Linked DNA regions of Ovis aries: region 1 is linked to region 2. Evidence: chromatin contacts called from public Hi-C data. All regions are on one chromosome and are shown on one strand. Each heading gives the region's core, a stretch centred on a gene start, on an enhancer-like site or on the middle of the called end of the contact. The rest is flanking DNA. Distances are from core to core; before and after follow the strand shown. Region 1 holds the start of BLCAP (BLCAP apoptosis inducing factor). Region 2 holds the start of MROH8 (maestro heat like repeat family member 8).

Region 1 (3,424 bases), core at 649-3,148, 330 kb before region 2:
CTGAACTGAACTGAAGTCTGGAACCAAAGGACCTGGGAGAGACGGAAGACAGCTTGGGCAGGAACTTCTCAAGGTCATGATAGCAGGTCTGGGACTTGACTCCACTTGTCCTGCCTCCCTGAGGATGGCAAATTTAAGGGCCATGGTTGGGAGGCGCCCTCCCCACCAGGGCTCCACAGCTCATCCAGCCCCGGGGATAGCCTGTTCCGTCCATTTGTTGTTCAGTCACTAAGTCGTGTCCAACTGTTTGTGACCCCCTGGACTGCAGAACACCAGGCTCCCCTGTCCTTCACTATCTCCCAGAGTTTGCTCAAATTCATGTCCATTGAGCCAGTGATGCTATCTATCCCATCTTCTGCCTCCCCTTTCTCCTTTTGCCTTCAGTCTTTCCCAACATCAGGGTCTTTTCCAGTGAGCTGGTTCTTTGCATCAGGTGGCCAAAGTATTGGAACTTCAGCAACAGTCCTTCCAACGAGTATTCAGGGTTGTTTTCCTTTAGGATTGACTGGTTTGATCTCCTTGCTGAACAAGGGACTCCATTTGTACTAATAGGTAGCTTTGAGTGCTAACTTTGTGACACTGTCAACAGAAAAAGGGGCTTCCCTGTGGCTCAGCTGGTGAAGAATCTACTTGCAATGCACGAGACTTCCCTGGGTTGGGAAGATCCCCTGGAGAAGGGAAAGGCTACCCACTCCAGTATTCTGGCCTGGAGAATTCCATGGACTGTATAGTCCACGGGGTCGCAAAGAGTCAGACATGACTGAGCGACTTTCACTTCATATACTTCACTTAACAGAAAAAGAGCAAAACTAAGCATGAACTTCTTGAATTCTCAGGAACAAACACATGGGACAGAGTCTCAAGTTTTCCTCATTATACCCCTGGGAAATGCGATGAGGCTTGATCACGCCAACTCCGCCCATGGCAATGCGAGGCACAGAGAGGTTAAGCCACTTGTTCAGTCACACAGCCAGTGAACGCAGAGTGGGACTAAAACCCTGGCATTCTGGCTGCAATCTGTGCTACTGCAGAGCTCACTGCTTGGTAACAGTGTTTCTTATTACATTTTTTAAATTAGAGTATAGTTGATTTACAATATTAGTTTCAGGTGTGCAGCATAGTGAGTCAACCTTTTTATAGATTATATTCCATTTAAGGTTATTGCAAAATAATGGCTGTATTTCTCCATGCTGTACAATATACTCTTGTTGCTTATTTTTATACATAGTAGTTTGTGTCTTATAATCTCTTATCGTTATCTTGCCCCTCCTTTCTTCCCTCTCCTTATTGATAACCACGAGTTTGTTCTCAACATCTGTGAATCTGTTTCTGTTTTCATATATATTTGCATCTTACTACATTTTAAATCTTTTGATATCACATAGCTTCTTCGGTGATTTAGCAAATAACTATTGTTCTCTTCCAGTTAAATTTCCTGACTTTCCTGTCTTGATAAGGAAATAATGTTGATCTGCAAAAAACACTATTGTCATGTGGAATGATGATCTAGGAAAGTAGGTCTTATCGGTTCCCCAAAGCTTGTGCTATAAATAACAACCTTTTGCTGATTCGTTATCATTTAGCTCCAGATTTGCCATCCAGTTCCAACCAACTTCCATGGACCTGGTTACCAGCTAAATCAGAGGCTTGGAGGCAAATGAGAAAGGGCAGAGATTTTCCTGGCTTTTCATCCATCCATCCATTCATTCACCAGTTACTGCCTCCTCCTTCCTGCCGGGCCCTATCCTGTGCTCTGAGACCAAGAAGTGACCTCAAAACGAGCCCTGCCCTCAAGCAGCTGTAGCCAAGTGAGAGTTAACAGATGCAGGAAGTGCGCACAGATGGGCGTTGCATAACTGCCCACCTCCCCGGACCGTGTACATAGGGCGTTTGTCTCATTTCTCTATCCTCCATGCCTAGCACAGGACTGGGCCACATTTTAGGTGCTCAATAAATGTTTGCTGACTGAATGCGAAGGCTTCGTGGATTGACCTGGGGCTTCGACACTGGAGAGGCTACTGACAGGTGAAGACGTGGTGGCGGGTAGAGGGGGCCACCCCCTCAAGAGGACCAGTGACAAGGCCATCTTAGAAGGGTCATCCTAGCTGCTGTGTGGGGAATGCAGATTCTGGGTGAGATGGGAAGTCGGGGGGCGGGTGGGGAGGGAGACCTGCTAGGAGGCCAATACAGTGTCAAGGAAAGAGAGGACTGTGGTCTGGACCAAGGCTTTGCTAGTGAGGCCAGGAAAGGCCTGAGGGGAGACTGTGAAGGAATGGACAAGATGTGGGAGGCGTGAAGCAGGAGAGGGTGGGAGTCACAGGTGAGTCTTGGTATCTGGGGGAGGGGGCAGATTGGCTCTGTTGAGCAAAATTTGAGGGCAGAAAGACCTTCCAGGTCCCTCAGGTCAGCTCTGGTGTCATTTCTGCTACCTGGAACGGAGCTGGGCAGGAGGGGGATGGGTGCAGCTGTCCTGTGCAAAAAGGGAAGTCAGTTCCTTACGAATTAGAGGCCCTGCCTCACCTTCACCTGTTTTCTGGGCCCTGAGGGGGAGAAGGTTTGCCCCTGGGACCTTGTCAATGCCCAGAGGGTCGCTGGAGGGTGACGTTCCTCCAAAAATGCACGTTCTGATTCTTGCTCAGCTGCACACGCTGCACCCCATGGACGGCAGGACCTCCTCCTCCTTCTGAATATCTTTTCTTTTTCTTGGGATATAACATACATAAAGTATGTAAAATCCTCTAATCTTAAGATATAGCTTGCTGAATTTCTGCCCACATCATCACCATCCAGACTGAGATATGGACCTTTGCCAGCACCCCAGAAAATTCCCTCCTGCTCCTCTCCCATCTCTATGCCCTCCTCTGACCCAGGTGACTACTATTCTGATTTTTAGAACTGTAGGTCAGTTTTGCCTGCCCTGGAACTTCCTGGGAATGGAATCATACATGATGTGTTGTTTTGCATCTGGAGTCTTTCGATCCACATACTCTCCATGACTATAATCTACATGGTCACGAGTCAGCAACTCATTATTTTTTTTCTTATGCCATGCCACTCGGTTTGTAGGATTTCAGTTCCCCCATCAGGGACTGAACCCAGGCCACAGCAGTAAAAGCCCAGATTCCTAATCACTAGGGCACCAGGGGACTCCCAACAATTTGTGCTTTTTTATATATAAACATAGTATTCCATTGGATGGACACGCCATAATTTATTTATCCATTCTGTTTATGAACACTGGGTTATGTCCTCTTTGAGCTATGAATAAATCTGCTATGAAAACCCTTGCACAAGGGACTTTCCTGGCAGTACAGCGGTTAAGAATCTGCCTTGCAATGCAGGGGATTTGGGCTCCATCCCTGGTGGTGGAATTAAGAGTCCCATGTGCCACAGAGCAACTACTGAAGCCCAAGTACCGCTAGAG
Region 2 (3,188 bases), core at 87-2,586:
CATGGCTGGAGAGGATTAAGGGGTGAGAAGTAGGACAAGGTGACAGACACAGCAAAGGTCAAGCCCAGACGACCCTATGGGCACCCTGGCTTTTATTAAGTGAGAAAATTTTGAGCAGAGGAGTGATCTGACTTTCATTTTAACAGGAACTTTGTGTTGAGAACAAACAATACTGTGCTGAGATTATAGAGGGGCAAGGATAGAAAAAGAGACACCAGTCAGGAGACCACAGCCACATCTCAAGAAAAAAGATGGTGGTGGTGGTCTAAACCAGGGGACCAGCTGGTTGGAGTCTGGCTAGAACTCAATCAGAATTGCTGATACGTGTAAAGATGTAAAAGAGGGATCCAGATACTAATGCTGACCCAGTGCCTTGAATACGTGCATGTACTCAGTGCATTAAGATCTAGTAACTGTGACTAGCATTTTCCCAGCTAGACTGCAAGTTTCTCTAACATAGCACTTGGGCCAGTATCCTGATCTTCCCACCTCGTATCAAGGATATTAACCATACATCTTTGGGGACTGTAATCTGAGCACTTAACACGTGCCTGGTATGCCCCACAATACTAAAGAACTCTGTGTGCATTTAGTCATTAAATCTTCACAATACCCAAGTCTGCGCACTTTACAGACCAAGAAACTGAGTCTCAGAAATAGTTACCTGCCCTAAGACAGGTTAACCAGTTGAGAATCAAACTGCAGGAACTCTATTATCTTCAACCTGTCAAATAATGGAGCAGCGAGCCCACAGATTTATTCATTGTTACCTTGGGCAAGTTACCTGTCTTCTCTGAGATTCCGTCTGTCAAGTGGAAATAATAAAATAGTACCCATTTCCCATGTTGCTGTGAGACTACACGAGGTTGCATCCTGCAGTGTCCTCTCAATACCTGGCAATATAGTTCAGTTTACTGAGTGCTTACTGATTGCGGCGCACTGTTCTACACTATGCAGGGAGATGGTCTCATTTAACTCTAATTTACGAGACTAACCTATTTAACAGATGAGAAACTGAGGTGCAGAGGAGTTAAGTAACTTGCACGGGGTCACTTTACGAAAACGTGGCACACTGCAAGTTTGTACCCGGAGACATCTTAAATTCAGAACTCACGCTCGTAAGCTCCCAAAAAGGTGTGACTTTCTCACCCCTTTCACTGAACAGGAAACTATGGTTCAAACAAGGACGATTTAGCCAAAAGCTCACTCTTAGGCCACCTGGCCCGGAAGCGCGCGCGAGTCAAATGAATGGGTGAAGCCAGACCGCGGATTCTCCACGGCTGCAGTCCCCGCCTGGGTCTCGGGGGGACCCGTAGCCCGCGCCGCACCCACCGCCACCCTCTCCTCCACTCGCCCGCAGTCCCAACCGCTGGCCAGCCCCCCGTCAGACGCCGGACCCCCAAAGAGCCCGAGCTCATGCCCCTGCCCCGCAGGGGAAGAGGACCCCTCCTGGCCGGCCCCCGAATGGCGAGCACTAGCCTCCCGCGGGCGACGGCCCACTCGCCAAGGCGTGTGGGCCGCGGGACCCCGTTGTCGAGCCCTGCACAACGCCTCACCCCGCAGCGCCATTCCTCCGAGCAGGTCCCGCCAGGGCCCGAGCCGCAGGCGGACTTCCGCTCGGGAGGGTGGCTCCAAAAGGACTCCGGAGGGGACGCCAGGGACTCGCGGCAGACCCCGTGTGCTGGGATGGGCTCCAGGCACAGGTCAGTCCCCGCCGTTCCGCTGGGCCGGGCCGCTCTCACCAGCTGCACGGTGCTGAGCGCGCAGTGCGCCACGGCCCTCGCGTACACGTCCGCGTCCCCCCCCCGCGCCCCGGCCCACTTGGAACCGACCTCCTCGCAACCGTCCCATTCCGGAAGCCACCGGCAGGCGGTTGGACGAGACCTCGGGGGTGGGCCCGAGACGGGGCCTCCTGTGATTGGCCGATCGCACTGTCACTCAGTCGTCTCTCTGCTACCCGGCCGATTTTAAAGGAATGGAAAGGGTCCGGTGGAAAAGGGCCGGCAACATTTGAGCGGTTTGCGGGTTTGTTCTTTTTTTTTTTTAATAAGAAAATTATGACAGCTTTCCCTGAAGATTGTTTCGGTTGTTAGTAACTGACTTATAACTGACTTTTTAACTGATCTGCATACCTTTGTGTGAGGAGAATATAAATCCCAATGGAAGTGACTCATCTAAGAATTTATTAATTAGGTAATTCAAGATTATGGAGCGTTTACGGGATAGCCAGACAGGGTACTAAACGCTCCATGTACTTTGTTTCATTCACTGCTCATCCCCAGTCTGTGAGATATGTACTATTAATATTTCCATTTTATAGAGAAGGATATTTAAAAATGTGAACCAGGACAGTCTGACTATAATCTGCTTTTAACTGTTACGAACACAAAGTATTCACAATGCGATATAACTTTTACAATCATTAGTGTCCTGGATATTACCGTCTATTACTGTCCCAAACAAGGAAGAGTCAGTTCTTTCTCTGTTTGGTAGTGTCCTATTGTATGGTATACTAGCCATTAAATATGTGGATATTTTAATTTGAATTTAAGTAAAATTAAAAATTCAGTTTATCATTTGTATTAACCATATTTCAAACATTCAGTGGCCCCACGTGGCTGGTGGAGATGATACTGAACTGCACACAATTATAGAGCATATAGAACATTGCCGTGGTCACAGAATATTCTATTGGACAGCACTGATCTAGAATATATAAAGAACTCCTCCAACTCAATACTAAGACAACCAGTGGTGTGCTGAAGCCTCATACCGGCTTGTGAGAGTCAACTGTTAAATTTCTCGGGAATTTTGATAAACCTCAAAGTCCTACTGGGATGTTGGCAATTGGATCTCTGGTGCCTTTTTTTAAATTGCCAAATTTGAAATAGTCAAATTGTCTAGTCAAAGCTATGGTTTTTCCAGTAGTCGTGTATGGATGTGAGAGTTGGACTATAAAGAAAGCTGAGCGCTGAAGAATTGATGTTTTTGAACTATGGTGTTGGAGAAGACTCTTGAAAGTCCCTTGGACTGACTGCAAGAAGATCAAACCAGTCAATCCTAAAGGAAATCATTCCTGAATATTCACTGAAAGGACTGAAGCTGAAACTGAAACTCCAGTACTTTCGCCACCTGCTGCCAAGAATTGATTCATTGGAAAAGACCCTGATGCTGGGAAGGATTGAAGA

The links. A called contact is a pair of places that touch in the nucleus more often than the background predicts.
Region 1: a Hi-C map of tail adipose tissue shows a contact between it and region 2, with 6 times the contacts expected there. The contact joins the promoter of BLCAP here to the promoter of MROH8 in region 2. A contact is called at or near these places in 8 of 16 Hi-C or Micro-C datasets (blood, hypothalamus, mesenteric adipose tissue and 4 more).

Annotation. Positions count from the first base shown.
Region 1 is chr13:66,454,779-66,458,202 of ARS-UI_Ramb_v3.0, reverse strand. BLCAP (BLCAP apoptosis inducing factor) reads left to right here and starts at 1,898. Exons shown (of 6, transcript XR_009596111.1): 1 at 1,898-2,025.
Region 2 is chr13:66,128,168-66,131,355 of ARS-UI_Ramb_v3.0, reverse strand. It overlaps MROH8 (maestro heat like repeat family member 8), which reads left to right and starts at 1,336. Exons shown (of 23, transcript XM_027977174.2): 1 at 1,336-1,703. The coding sequence starts at 1,417. RPN2 (ribophorin II) reads right to left here and starts at 1,861. Exons shown (of 17, transcript XM_042230365.1): 1 at 1,833-1,861. The coding sequence starts at 1,851.